Linked DNA regions of Mus musculus: regions 1, 3, 4 and 5 are each linked to region 2. The links are chromatin contacts, called in public HiChIP or PLAC-seq, capture Hi-C and promoter capture Hi-C maps. All regions are on one chromosome and are shown on one strand. Each heading gives the region's core, a stretch centred on a gene start, on an enhancer-like site or on the middle of the called end of the contact. The rest is flanking DNA. Distances are from core to core; before and after follow the strand shown.

The links. Promoter capture Hi-C pulls out the DNA fragments that hold promoters and counts their contacts. HiChIP or PLAC-seq counts read pairs in DNA pulled down with a chosen protein or histone mark. Capture Hi-C pulls out chosen DNA fragments and counts their contacts.
Region 1: a contact with region 2 is called in a capture Hi-C map of macrophages, with 3 times the contacts expected there. The contact joins the promoter of Alyref2 here to the promoter of Cd84 in region 2. A contact is called at or near these places in 2 of 39 promoter capture datasets (pre-B cells and stem cell-derived epiblast-like cells), 4 of 115 datasets of contacts at active chromatin or transcription factors (bone marrow-derived macrophages, effector CD8 T cells, memory CD8 T cells and 1 more) and 2 of 9 other capture datasets (liver and macrophages).
Region 3: an H3K27ac HiChIP or PLAC-seq map of T-cell acute lymphoblastic leukemia shows a contact between it and region 2, with 5 times the contacts expected there. The contact joins the promoter of Igsf8 here to the promoter of Cd84 in region 2. A contact is called at or near these places in 6 of 39 promoter capture datasets (the C10 cell line, the HPC-7 cell line, embryonic stem cells and 3 more), 1 of 15 datasets of contacts at CTCF or cohesin (CD8 T cells), 3 of 484 Hi-C or Micro-C datasets (the MNK3 cell line, group 2 innate lymphoid cells and natural killer cells), 11 of 115 datasets of contacts at active chromatin or transcription factors (the 230-238 cell line, the HPC-7 cell line, T-cell acute lymphoblastic leukemia and 7 more) and 1 of 9 other capture datasets (liver).
Region 4: a contact with region 2 is called in a promoter capture Hi-C map of erythroid cells, with 12 times the contacts expected there. The contact joins the promoter of Cd244a here to the promoter of Cd84 in region 2. A contact is called at or near these places in 13 of 39 promoter capture datasets (the C10 cell line, the HPC-7 cell line, cranial neural crest and 8 more), 1 of 15 datasets of contacts at CTCF or cohesin (the NIH/3T3 cell line), 1 of 484 Hi-C or Micro-C datasets (nephron progenitors), 5 of 115 datasets of contacts at active chromatin or transcription factors (the HPC-7 cell line, bone marrow-derived dendritic cells, bone marrow-derived macrophages and 2 more) and 2 of 9 other capture datasets (adipose tissue and macrophages).
Region 5: a promoter capture Hi-C map of the HPC-7 cell line shows a contact between it and region 2. The contact joins the promoter of Casq1 here to the promoter of Cd84 in region 2. A contact is called at or near these places in 8 of 39 promoter capture datasets (the C10 cell line, the HPC-7 cell line, HPC-7-derived erythroid cells and 5 more), 3 of 115 datasets of contacts at active chromatin or transcription factors (bone marrow-derived macrophages, effector CD8 T cells and memory CD8 T cells) and 2 of 9 other capture datasets (liver and macrophages).

Annotation. Positions count from the first base shown.
Region 1 is chr1:171,502,153-171,504,938 of GRCm38.p6, reverse strand. It overlaps Alyref2 (Aly/REF export factor 2), which reads right to left and starts at 1,461. Exons shown (of 1, transcript NM_019484.4): 1 at 189-1,461. The coding sequence starts at 1,282. The coding sequence ends at 626. LOC115487699 (a small nuclear RNA gene) reads left to right here and starts at 1,776; the gene lies at 1,776-1,891.
Region 2 is chr1:171,838,430-171,841,129 of GRCm38.p6, reverse strand. Cd84 (CD84 antigen) reads right to left here and starts at 1,433. Exons shown (of 9, transcript NM_013489.3): 1 at 1,332-1,433; 2 at 427-550. The coding sequence starts at 472.
Region 3 is chr1:172,311,041-172,313,740 of GRCm38.p6, reverse strand. It overlaps Igsf8 (immunoglobulin superfamily, member 8), which reads right to left and starts at 1,374. Exons shown (of 7, transcript NM_080419.2): 1 at 1,148-1,374. The coding sequence starts at 1,205.
Region 4 is chr1:171,557,912-171,560,707 of GRCm38.p6, reverse strand. Cd244a (CD244 molecule A) reads right to left here and starts at 1,515. Exons shown (of 9, transcript NM_018729.2): 1 at 1,323-1,515. The coding sequence starts at 1,383. It overlaps Gm35200 (a long non-coding RNA gene), which reads left to right. Exons shown (of 5, transcript XR_373705.3): 3 at 2,263-2,796.
Region 5 is chr1:172,218,451-172,221,150 of GRCm38.p6, reverse strand. Casq1 (calsequestrin 1) reads left to right here and starts at 1,256. Exons shown (of 11, transcript NM_009813.2): 1 at 1,256-1,739. The coding sequence starts at 1,461.

The sequences.
Region 1 (2,786 bases), core at 212-2,711, 340 kb after region 2:
TTTGATTTTATTTTAGATTAGTCATATCTCACTAAAACTCCTGTCTCAGCCTTACCAACGCTGAGAGGTCAGGTAGGTACCACCCCTACCAGACAGAAAAGACTTTCCATGTAATTAAACCCACCGCCTTCCTTGCTCATGGTGAGTAGGCATTCTGCCACTGAGCTGCATCAAAGGCAAGGTTTTTTCAATTCTTGTTTTATTCTTACATGATGGAGCTGAGAATGAAACCCACTTCTTCATGCATGCTAGTCAGTCATGTGTTCTGTCCATAAAAGTCATATTGTAATTTGTAATTTTTCTTTTTCTTTTTTAATTTTTCCAGTTCTACACACATTTCTATTTTATTATGACAAAGGTGAAAATGCCACCTTCTCCACAACAGCACCCAGGAAAACTTATCCCAAAAAATAACTCAGTACAAAACAGGTCTGTTTCAGAATTTAAAAAAAAAAAAAAAAAAAAACTTTACATGAGTTTTTAGATCCTATTTTAAAACAGGAAGTAAAAAGAAACAAAAAACCAAATTCACCATTGTCTGCACAGTCCAGTTGCCTACCCTCCCTCTAAGGCATCACAGACGAGGCGTCTGGGTCCCGGTTCTTGTGCGGATTTGTTCGGTTGTTTAGCTGGTGTCCCTCCTTGCATTGTAAGCATCCAGCTGTGCGTCCAACTCCTCTGCAGAAAGCTGCTGCTGCTTTGAGTTCCTGCCAGTGCCTCTACCCCTTCCCTGGCTGCCGCGGCCACCAAAGCCTCCAGAGCCACGGCTCCTTGTCATGCCGCCTCTGTTTCCGCTTTGTGCAGGTCTTCGCTGTGGATCGATCTGTGACGTGACAAGCTGGATGTCCATAGGGCGGCCATCCAAAGGGACGCCCTTGTACTGCTTCATAGCCTTCAGGGCATCTGCCCTCCGTTCAAAGTGTACATCCGCCGTCCCTAAACTTCGTCCAGAGCGATCGTAGTCCACAGCGGCTTTTTTCAACGTTCCAAATTCAGCAAAGAGTTCCTGAATGTCAGCATCTGACACCCCGAAGTCCAGGTTTGACACGAGCAGCTTGGCACCGGTCTCCACGCCTTCCCCACCCCCGCAGCCGCTGTCGAATAGGTCGTGCTGCCACTTGTCCGGAAGTGGTTTCGGTCTACTGTACGGTGCCGGCCGGTTCCTGCCGCCGCGGGCGATGGCGGGCCGGTTCCTCCTAGGCCCGCCGCCTCGATTCACCCGGCGCTGGTTACGGTTCAGCTTAATGATGTCGTCCAAAGACATGTCCATCTTGTCGGCCATGGCGGGCGCGGATCCGGGCCTGACTGGCCCGGCCCTCGCGGTGCAGACCAGAAAGTACTCAAATTCAATGATTCCCCCGCCTTGACTCCGCCTCTCCGACCGGTGCTGGAATCACAAGCGCACCAAAATCACACTTGGAAATTGGAAGTCTGTGCGCTTGTGAATCTGGCTTTCGCTCTGACCCCTGGTGGCCGCCCAGCGCCTAGAGACATCTGGGACAAATTCGAGGCACTTCCGGAAACCGAGCGGGCCACGCGGCTTCTCCGCGATATTTGCATACCCACAATGCAGTGCACACAGATGGTTGTATAATTTAAAAGGGTAGCGTGTTGTTTTCGTTGTTCTGTTTTATTCCTTTTATTCCTTAATGTGATAGAACCTTCAAAGATTTATCTGATATAATAAAGTAGTCAGTGTCTTTAGGAGTAAATAGTCACCATTAGTTGTCTAGGAAATACAGTCGGCCGAGAACTGTACACTAGGACAGCTGGGTATACTCTGGTTTCTCTTCAGATCGTATAAATCTTTCGCCTTTTACTAAAGATTTCCGTGGAGAGGAACAATTCTGAGTCTTACACTAATTTTTTGAGGCCTTGCTTTAGCAAGGCTATTAATAATGTTTAAAGTTAGAATTAACAGTCTTTATTGTGTGCTCTATGTATTTTTTTGTCTTCAGTGTTAACCAAAGTTAGAATTAACAGTCTTTATTGTGTGCTCTATGTATTTTCTTGTCTTCAGTGTTAACCACTGTAAGGTAAAAATGGCTTGAGCTTAGGCTAAAGAGACAGCTCATTGGTTAAAAGGGCTCAGTCGCATGGCGTTGTGTCTCATAACCGATAAAGTAAATAAGCCTTTAAAAGCAAATACTAAGTTTTTGTGGGAAGTCTGTAGACATGTTATTTATTAAGCTGTTTTTTATCTAGCTGCGTTATGTTGTGGTCTCAGTGAACATATGTATAAACCATTATTTTTAATATTTTATTTAAGTGCAAGGTGGTTATGGACTTAAGGCACGTACAATTTTCTAGCAAGATGGCTAACCCAGCTCTGTAGCTGAGGAAGAACTAGCGCCCCCTTCTGACTTCCATCAGTGCCAAGCAACGCTCAGATACGCAGGCAAAATATTCATACAAATAAAGGCAGATACATTCTAAAAAATAAATGCAGCCACTCGAGCAGAAGGGACAGGTTACCCTCAGAGCTGTGGGAGGGGCTAGACTATGATGCAATTCCCCATCTCCCCCCAGTCCCTCCCCCCCCAAAAAAATGAAAACTACTCTCCCACCCAAGACCTTTCCCTTAAGGACAGAGACTGTCCCTTTGAAATACCTCAGTCTCCTTATAGCTAAAATACCTCAGTAATAAGAACAGGTAACAAGGGGGCTGGAGAGATGGCTCAGTGGTTAAGAGCACCGACTGCTCTTCCGAAGGTCCGAAGTTCAAATCAGCAACCACATGGTGGCTCACAACCATCCGTAATGAGATCTGACTCCCTCTTCTGGTG
Region 2 (2,700 bases), core at 184-2,683:
TAACAAATATTTATTAAATGCCTACTATGTCCCAGGCATACACAGATCATACCAGTTAAGACAAGAGAATAAACAGATGGAAATACAAAAGGAAAATCAAGCTGAAATGATGCTGGAAACCAAAAACTTAACCCAAATAAACAGTGCAACAACCCATAGGACAATAGGAAGAGGAGGGACCAGGAGTTGAAGGCATAGGTAGGAAAGGGGACAGAAAGTGAAAGAAGACTGGTTTAATGTGATGAAGCACATTGCTTGGGTCTTAAGGTCTCACTCTAGTTCAGTAGGTTGAGTGTAATATGAACAGAAAGCCCAGGAAATTCTGCTGAAACGAGATCAAAGGGACACGTCCCTGCCCTCCCATGTGTATTTTCTAAAAAGTTATGACATAGTAGGACTTCAATACTAACAAGGTTCAGAACTCACAGGTTTGTAGGCAAAGGAACCAGATCCACAGATGGCGCTGGGCCATGTCCAGTCAGACTCCAGTCTTCTGAGGAAAAATAACTGGTGTGGTAGCTGCTTTCACTTCAGTGTGGTGTTTCCGGAGCTGGAGGGAGGAAGTGTGAGCTGATTAAGATGTGTTACTTCTTAACCTACTTACTAGTGTTTTCCATTATACAACAGCAGTGCATATTCATTATTAATTATCCAACAAATATTTATTAAGTGCCTACTATGTGCCAGACATATCATGGATGTTGATCAGTAGCTATAAAGTAATGAGTTCCCTTTGTGGAGTTTATATTCTTTATAGAGGGATTGATAATTATACAGGAAATTTCAGTAAATGGTGATATATGCTGCAGCAGGAAGAAATGCAGGGTGGAGGCATCTACTCCAGGCTAGGGTAAGTTAGGGAGATTTCTGAAAGGAATTGACAATGTAGCTGAGACAAATATGAAGAATGAACTAGTATTTTTAGGCAAGGGGTTAATTGTATTTTGAATCACAAGAATAAGCCATAGTCTTTGAGTTCAGTGTCTCCATGTTTGCATCCATTGCCTCCTGCCCACTGGCCCTATAAAGTCAGCATCTGTGATCTGGAGATTGCTGTATCTCTCCCACTGACCCACCATCACCTAGTTACATTAACTCCCCCACTCACGTCATGAATCAGCACCAATTGTCTCTACACCTGCCTCGCATGGACCCCTTAGTGAGACAAGCGCAGCTAAGCTGAGCACCCCAAGACCCACTCTGCACTCTCAGTGCAAGTATGTCAGATTCCAAAAGGCAGACACACATTTCCAGATAGCAAGCCAAAGATAGAGCCCTCAATGGATCTGAAGTCAGACCCAGAGGCAAACTAGATCCAGAGGACCCCTTCCCAGAGCATAACATCAGATTCTGGTCCAGAGCTGGTCCAGAAAGGTGTTCACCATCAGACAGAAAAGGAAGAAGTGGTCAGTCACAGAGGAACTCCAAGCACTGAGACGGGTTTGTGGAACCAGAAAAGGAACACGGGAGACACCACAAACCATCCAGCAGTAAATGAGCCGATTCCTGGTCATGACTGGTGCTGAAGATGATACCCTGCTCTCAGAGGAGGACTAGAGACACAGACCTTAGTAGTCCAAGCACAGAGAGAAATGACACCTCAACTGTACCATAACCCTCTGGAACATTGCAAATACTCAAGGAAACAAGAAAATTGACTCAAGAGAAACTGACCTTGACACCTGAGCTGAGAGCTCCACTTTAAAATCACATATTACACACAGACACACACACACAGACACAGCACACCCAGAGACACACACAGACACACAGACAGACACACATACCACACACACACAGAGACACACAGGCACACACACACAGAGACACACACAGGCACACGTATACAGAGACACACACAGACACACATACACAGACAGACACACACAACAAAAAAAGTAACAGGGATGGAAGACATAGTAAGGGACTGAGATATTAGGTCAAAGACAGTGACTGGTTTAATATAAGTGTGTAAAATGTGTGATATACTTAGGACAACATGGAAAGAGCAAATTTGTGAATTATGGAGTAAAAGAAGTTGAATTGCATGCTAAAGGTGTAAAAAATATTTTCCACAAAACCATAGTAAAAATAGTTCCACATTTAGGGAAATAGTGAAATGTACACAGAACACCAAATAGGCATGAATCGACAGATACACACACACCACACACAGAGTCACACACAGACATACACAGAGACACACACACAGACACACATAGACACACACACAGACACTCAGACACAGACACACAAATACAAACTAAAATAACTTGTATTGGAGAGATGGCTCAGTGGTTAGCACTGCTCCCACTTTCAGAGGACCTGGTTTTGATTCTCAGCACCTATAACTGTCTGTAACTCTCATTTCAGGGGATCAAACACTGTCTTCTGATCTCAGAAGGCACTGCACACATGTGGTGCACAGACATACATACAAACAATCATACCTTTAAAACAAAAAGTAACCAAACCTGTCTCTTCCTTAAACTACACTCCCCGGAGTAGCAACTCTTAATGGACGTGACTTAGACATAAACTTCCATAGAGTGATTATGAATATATTCTCACTTCTTGACATGTTCAAAGATATGAAGGCCCGCTTAAAGAAATGAAAGTAGACATGAATAAAAGTTTAATAATGATATAGGAAGCTAATTGTTAGATATGAAAGTGGAATTAAATAAAGAAATGGAAATA
Region 3 (2,700 bases), core at 125-2,624, 470 kb before region 2:
GCAATCGCTAGGCAACCAAGCCCCACAGCTCCTTCAACTCCCTACATCACTCTGCCTCCCGCCTTGTTCCCAAAGGAGTTTTCATCCTGGCCCCAAGAAGCCCAAGGAACCATTCTGTACAACACTGCGCAGTTCTGGTATAAACCAGAGAAGGAGGTTGGGGTGCCCCACTATAGTATCTTCTCCATATGCATAACACACACACACACACACACACACACACACACACACACACACGTTCCTTTCAAGGGCTTCAGTCTCCTGGCAACTGCTCCATGCCATATCTTTCCCAGAACACCTCCTACAGGGAGCCCTCCAAGTCAGACCCCAAACATGGTAATGTTAGCAACCTCCACAGGCCTCAACACACACACACTCACACTCACACACACACACCAGACATGACGCAAGGTTGGCCCAGAAAACACACCATCATAAACACCCACCAGGACAGACACTGGGTGCTTAGAGATCCCAGGTTCAGTTTCCATGGAGCCTGGTTTCTCCTGAGGCAGGGATGTTGGGACCAACTGAGTCTGACAACCAGGCAAATATCTGGGAGCGTGGAAGAAGGGCAAAGAGGGAACTGGCCCAGGGTGGAGACACGTGAGGGAAGAAGCCTCAGATGGTGACATGTTATATTGGGAGGTGGGGGTGTTGGGGAGACTTTTTTCAGAGATCGTGGTCAGAATCAGCCCCTGGGCCTCCAGCCAACTCTAGGCAATTATGAAGACCGCCAGGCACTGCCCACGCAGAGCAAACACCCAAAACCAGGCCTTGAGCCGAGAGTGGGGCAGAAGGTTGTCACGGTATTTGGTAGCAACGACCCCAGACGCTGGGTGTAACCGATGAGAAGTGGTGCCTGCCTCCGGAGGCCCGATGGTGTCTCAGGGGATACCTCAGTAGGTCGCCCATATGCCCCAGCTAGGAACCTAGAGCGAGGACACCACCACCCTCCCCATAACTGATTGGGCAGACAGGCGCAAAAGGAAGCGAGACGCCGAGCCCAGAGACAGTGGAGGCACGTCTGTTGGAGAAGTAGGGATGCAACCAGCTCTGAAATGCTAGGAAGGTGGGCTGGTGGGCTGCACGGTGTTAGGCACCTACCCGGCCGGGACAGGGACGCGGCGACCACCACCTGGCTTACCAAGTATTAGCAGCAGCAGCAGGAGCGAACTCAGCGGCGTGGGGCTAGGGACGCCCATTCTGCGTAGGCGGCTCTGAGGAGACTCCTGGGGGCGGCGTGGGCTCTGGGGGGCCAGGGCCGCGGGGGGCGCATGCCCAGGTGGGGGGCAGAAAGCGGAGCAGTGAAGCGTGGGTGCGCAGAGCCCAGCCGAGCGGGAGCCGCCAACTCCCCGCCCTCCACCCTTCTTCCCCTCCTCCCGCCGCTCTTCCCGCCCTCCGCAGCTCGGGAGACCAGTCCCAGCCGCGCCCCGCTGCCCGGCCCCGCCCCCGCCTCGCCCCGCCCCAGGCCGTCGCCTGGGCCAGACTTCGACCCTGATGGTGGCTCCGCCTCTGGCCTCAGGCTGGGCGAACTGGCGGCACCTGGGCTCCTCTACCCCCATTTCCTCGCTCAGAGGGCACCCCGCCCTGCACCTGCCAGCCTTCCAGGGAGAATGGGGTGCTTGCAGGGCCTCTGGGGATGCATGATGGGGTGACTGTGGTTACGCACTCAGAATCCAATTGGGTGATGTGGGCCACTGAGTCTTGGCAGCAAACCCTGCTGATTTATGTAGGCATGGCCTGACCCACGGTTTCCTGGACGTGAAGCGGACCCAAAGGGGCTTCAGAGTCCTGGAAGATCGCTGGAAATCTGTTCTAATACCCGGTCAGAATGCAAAGCGAAAGGGAAGTGGGTTAGCGGTCCAGACTTCCTAGCTGGAAGATCCTTGTTCAGCTCAATGCTTTCAAGCTCACTTCCCCCCCCCCCCCCGCCACGTACGGAACAGAGATTGTAAACACTCGAGGAGTTACGGCGATTATTAGCTGAGATCATGCACATACGTTTCATGCACACGGTAACTATGGGGGTGTTTTGTTTTTGCGTTAAACTGCTTTCTACCAATTGGAGTCTCCAACGAGAGGACGTAACACACCTCTTTGCTGGGGAAGGTGGAGCTAGCCTGGAGGTAGGAAAAAGGAAGAGAAACCTCTTCCCAAAGCCATGTCTCCAACTGTGAAAAAGGCGGAGAGTAGGGTGGGGCCAGGATGGGAAGAAGGGGCGGCTCAGCCTGCAAAACCAGGGCGCGGAAGTGCCCATTAGGGGGAAGTGGCCTAGAACACGTCTAGATCTTCACCTCCATTCCCTACTTGTCCCCTTCACCCCTGCTCCCTCGCTTACTGCTTCCTATTGAGAAAACTGAGGCACAGACAGGAAAAGAGATCCGGGCCAGCGGTGACTTCCTCTTCTCAGAAGTCGTATTCGTGGGGCTGCCAGTGGAAGCCACATTCAGCAACCACAGAGAAACACTGATAGGGAATCTATAGGGAAGTCAGAACTCCAACCCTGGTCGCCCAAGACTGCCTAGCAAGAGGCTAAGGGACCTGCTCCTTGTCACCTGGATATATCCCAAGCCTGGTTTCTTCACACTGTTTCTCTAGAAGCCATGTTGAGCCATGTGAAAACTGCAAGCTACCGGGAGACTTTGGGAGAAAGCATTCTCCCTTTAGCTGGAGGTTGAGTGGATTGAATGACTTTCT
Region 4 (2,796 bases), core at 266-2,765, 280 kb after region 2:
TTCCTGTTCACAGGCACACAGAACAAAATGCCAGTTGCCTTGTGACAACTTGAAATCCCATGTACTAGATGGCTCAAACATTCCTGAAACAGTTTGACAACACCCACTAAGAATATAGACACTTAGACCCCATGATGTGACCTTGAAGGTGTATTGCTGTGTGACAGAAAGGCTCATGGCACTACTGTAAAACCATTTTAAAGATCAGGTGCTCACCCTCAAGAGAGTGAGCAGAGGATGGTGTAAGCCTGGGATGGAGTTGTCTTATCTCACCCAGATGCATGGCATGCAGGGACTGGAAACTCCCATCAAAGAGATAAGATACATAGACAAACGTCATAGAAGTGTCAAGTAAAAGAAGTCAGGAACCCATACCATGGGATGCCACGTACATCCAGGCAAAACTAATCTGTGAGATTTGGAGTGAGAATATTGCTTATGTTTATGGGAAAGACAGTAGACAATGAGTGGACATAAACGCACGATTGTCCCAAAGTCATCAGAAAAGTGACTCACTGACACGTACACTGATATGCAGATATCACACTTTAGTAAGAAAGGTTTGTCATCATCATCTGGCTGCCCCTGGGGTGACTTCTACTGAACCAGAGTCTCTTTGAGTCCTGAGCCAAAATCTCTTCCTCAGGAAGAGATTCCTCCATTCATGCCTCATTTGAGAGGAGGTAAGGTGACCAGAAGCTGAATGCAAATGAGTTGGGCCTGCTAGAGGGACTCCCGGGGTCCCCTCCAGCACAGTGACAACTAGAAAACAGTCCCTGAGAAATGCAAGGCTCAACCCAACCCACCCAAAGTGGAGCAGTCTCTGTGCTGACTCGTGAGACCCTGCCTGTCCTACCTTCTTTTCTCTACCTTACCTCACCCAGACCCAAAGCATCCAGGGACTCCTCACAACTCCCAGACCATCCTTTTCTTCAGAATGGACACGAATTCTGTGGGGAAGGTGACAATGACAAGGTGGTGTTTGTGTGAAACTGTGTCGGAATGAAGGAAAAAGCTATGGCTGGTGATGAATCCACTCCCAGAGCGAGAAAAGGGAAAGCTAATGCACACATTGCTCCAGAGAAGGCTTGTACACACATCGCTCCAGTTTTCCACAGTTTTCATACAGACTAAACTCCACCCACTTTACAATAGCCCTAAGGACCTGGACCACCTTCTCTAACCTCTCCTCTGGCTTTCTGTGTTCCAGGTGACTATCGAAATGGCATAATCAGAGGCTCTAACTTCTGATCTCCCTCACACACTCAGGCACCCATGGGTGTATGCCAGGCCCCATCCCACACCAACACAAAAATCCTTACCTTGGCCCTGATGAGCCCTGAGGAGCAGAAAGGTTGTGAACAGGACAGCTTGCCCCAACATCACCACAGGACAGAGCAGACTACGGGGGCCCTGTCTTCTCCAGGTGCTCAGATGTCAATAGGCTCGCAGCTAACTGTCAGCAGGACACAGCAGAACTACCTCACTGCCTGTCCAGCCACAATTTCCTCAACTGAAGGCTGTTCACTTCTGCTGTGCACTGACAAGGCTACCGAGAAAGCCTCAGTCCCTCCACGTGGGTTCCCACAAGCTAAGATGCCTCCAGTGGGTGGGTACTCAGAGTGCACAGTGACTCACAAAAAACCAGTTGCAAAATCCCAGCCCTTGGTCCTCCTCAGCCTGGTGCTGAATTCTTAGTGGCTCCCACAGGGTGGGAAAGAAAACCAACAGTCATTATTCCAGGCTGCCCCAAACCAGCATACACCGTGGAAGCAGAAGTCTGAAGGAACTTAGGGGTAGGGTGGCCTGAGAAGAAGAACCCTGAGTAAGTAGGTACTAACGTGGAAGAGGAAGAGCATATGGGGTGATTAAGGAAGAGACATAACATTTAGACTTGCTGGGAAAAATCTCATGAGCCCAGGAAGTCTGATCTCAAATGTTCAACATATGCAAACTGTGTTCCTCCTTTCACCCCTCCACAACCAAAGGATGTGAAACGCTTTGTGGTGCTCACCCCCTTCCGTGGCTGGATTCATCCTGTAGAAGAGCAGGCAGCAGAGATCCTTTGAACTCCAAGGAGGGGTGGAGTCAGTGGTACCCACCCCACCCCACCCCGAACCCCACTCCCTCAGGACCCTTTACTTCAAGGCCATATCCAGAAGCCAGGCCTCTTGCTCTTTTCCTCTTCTTTTCCCCTTAGCAACAAACACGTGTGGTTCTCCCAAGCCCATCCTCTCATTCCATTCTTTGATCTGTTTCTAGCCCGACCAACACTGAGCAAGAGCGGCCTTTATAGGACAGGTGGCTGCCAGTGGTGGCAAGCAACGGATGCTCTGGACCAGACAGACAGTCAATTTGGAGTCAAAGACCTGGACTTGAACTCCAGCTCATCAACTTGCAACCTGTGTAGTGCTGACCAAATTGCTTTCTGAGTCCTCACAGTCAACAGCAGTTGGGTAAGCGAGATGGCTCAGTGGGTTAAGGTGCTCATCATCAGGCCTGCCAGCCGGAGCATAATCGCCAGAATCCTCCTGATGAAGAGGGAGGATGGACTCCACCCCTGACTTCCACACATGCCCAAGTGAACACACACACACACACACACACACACACACACACACACACACACACACACACACAAACACAAATCTATGATCTTCCCCCTGAAGGTAAGCAATACATGGAAATGGAAACTTGGCTTCCCTTCAAGATAGTTTTCAGCACCAAATTAATAGCTATCCTTGAGAGCTTGAATAGAAAGCTCTGGAATATACTGGTGTGAAAATGCCATAATAA
Region 5 (2,700 bases), core at 7-2,506, 380 kb before region 2:
CACTGTGGACATGGAAGTCTGACTTTATTGTGATCTCCCCCTTGAGCCCTCTTGAGCCTCAGTTTACCTAAATATAGTATGAGCCCTAGAAGGCCATGCAGGAGTCCTTGCTAAGTACTCAAAGCTTAATTCAACTCTTCACCTCTAAGCTAGGACCCTAAAAATGACAGCCTTCGTACCTCCAGCTCAGCTGTGTGCCTCAGATGCACAGAATTAATCCACAGCGTCCGATAAGGGCACAGGGTCCACCTCTTCCTGTTTACCTCGAGTTAACTTTTTCCCATACTTATACCGGATCATCTGTCCTTGTCAAAGACATAGGAATGAATAGTAGCTATTAGCTCTCTATAGACCTGTGCAGTCTGAGGAATCCTCCCAGCCCCTTATGCCCTAGAATCAGAGTCCCACGGGATCAGGCCAGAGCCCTCAGAGGAGGAAGCGCCACGAAGCAGTGGGCAGTACAGGCAGAGAAAGCCCAAGTCGCCATCACTACAGGATGGAACTCGGGCCAGCCCTGTCCTTCCCCCTGCATTCCTGAGTTGGGACTGTTGAGTGAAGCAAAGGAAACTGACTGGAGCTAAGCCAGGATTCTGGTCTTGGACTCCGCTCCATCTTTTATTCAGAGAATGATCTCATCCTTGGTCCACGGTCTTTAAAGGGAACTGCACGGGGGTTTCTTTCCTGGAGCCTGGAATGCGCTTTTATTGCTCATGTCTCGTCCATAAGATCAAAGAAATAGGCTTTACCTATAGAAGACTGCTGGATTTTAGGAGTTAGAAATACCACATTCTCTCCTGTATTATCAGTTTAGCCTCTGGCCCAGAAGGTGTCGTCCTTGCTACCTGTACTTCTTTCTGATAGGCCTTGTCCTACTCTGGGATCCCTGGATACCCTACATCCCCCCTCCTCCAGCCCCAGCCTCACTTACCCCTAACTCATCTGGTCTTATTTTTAGATCCGGCATCTCTCTCTCTCCCTTTCTTAATATGGCGATGAGCTCTTAGGCCTGCATGGGGCCAGGGGCTAAGGAGTCCTGGACACTGGGGGAGGGGGAAGGAACCAGCTGCTGGGAGGGAGCCTAGGGAAGAGGTATAGGAGGTGAGAGGATTCAGGCTCTCATGGAGCTGTCCTGGCCTCAGAAGGTTATCCATCCCTCCTGCCAACCACAGAGACATATTTAGACAGGACCAGGTGGGGACGGAGGGGGTGCCAGTTTCAAGGGGCAGCTCCGGTTCCCTCCCCGCCCCTGCTCCTATTCCTCCTCCTGACCCTTTTTCTCTTGGCTCTGTCGGCAGTTTCTCCAGGACCCAGCAGTGTCCTCTGTCCACTGCTCTGGCCCACTCTCTACCCCACCCCCACCTGGAGCCCCTAACTCAGGATTCTGTATCCGAGGGGCACCTCTCCCTATTTCAGCTAACCTCCTCTGGACCAGGAGAGCAGGCCCAGATTGTACTACCTCCATGAGAGCTACCGACAGGATGGGGGCCAGAGCAGTGTCCGAGCTGCGGCTGGCACTGCTGTTTGTACTGGTGCTAGGGACGCCCAGGTTAGGGGTCCAGGGGGAAGATGGGTTGGACTTCCCTGAGTACGACGGTGTGGACCGTGTGATCAATGTGAACGCCAAGAACTACAAGAACGTGTTTAAGAAGTATGAGGTGCTGGCCCTCCTCTACCATGAGCCCCCCGAGGACGACAAGGCCTCGCAGAGACAATTTGAGATGGAGGAGCTAATCCTGGAGGTGAGTGGAGAATAGCAGGCCTGGAGAGCATGCTCAGTCCCCTCGGTGAGCCCTGAGTCTGAGGGTGGGGGCTAGCTTAAGAGCAGCATGGCTGCTGGGCCTCTGTCTCCACCAAGTACATGACTGGAATGTGGCCTTGGCAAAAAGAAAAAGACTCAGGGACCAAGGTCCTACCCTTCTGTTGGTAAGTTGTGCTGCAGGAGGCAGGGGCACTAGGTTTGGCTGGGGGGGGGGAGAAGCTGGGTGGGGGGAGCTTGCACAGTACCCTGCACTGTGCTTCATACTACTCTTGTGGCCAAAAGATCCCCCTCTCTTTACACACGTAGGGCCGTGCTCCAAGACGCAAACAGCAGAACCGTGAACACGATTGTTCTTTTATTTGCCTTCAACTGACTTAGTGACTGTACAGTTAAATGACTTCTAGAGGCTTCCCACAGACCTCCCCAGGCCAACCCGCCGCGTTTTGTCCCCTAGGGGAAGTCCTTACTAGAAAACTCTCACGAAGGCTTCAGCATGCCTTCCCCATCATTTCAGCCAGAGAATCTACTTTAGGTCCAAGGCAGAGACGGTTAATACAAAAAAGAAATGAGGGGAGGCAGCCTTCCGATTGGATTACGTGGCCACACGCATCCCTAATGGAGCTAGGATACGTTTGCCTTTGTCTGCACTTCCCCGGCTTGGTGATACAGAGAGGCTCCACCTTGTCCGAGCTTGGAATGTTTCAGTGTAAGACACCCGGCCCCCTGGCTTGCATTTCCGTGTGCCCCATCGGGCTCTGCAAACTGCTATCTGATTAATGAGCCAAGTATTTTTATCCTCCATGTTCAGTGGCCTCTGCCATCCACCTGCCACCCGCCCTCCCATTCTCCTAAGGATCACTGCAGTGCTGGGTGGGATACAGCTGCACACAGTATGCCCACAGCAGAAAGAATCCGCAGGTGGCTGGCTGGGGAGGCTTGTG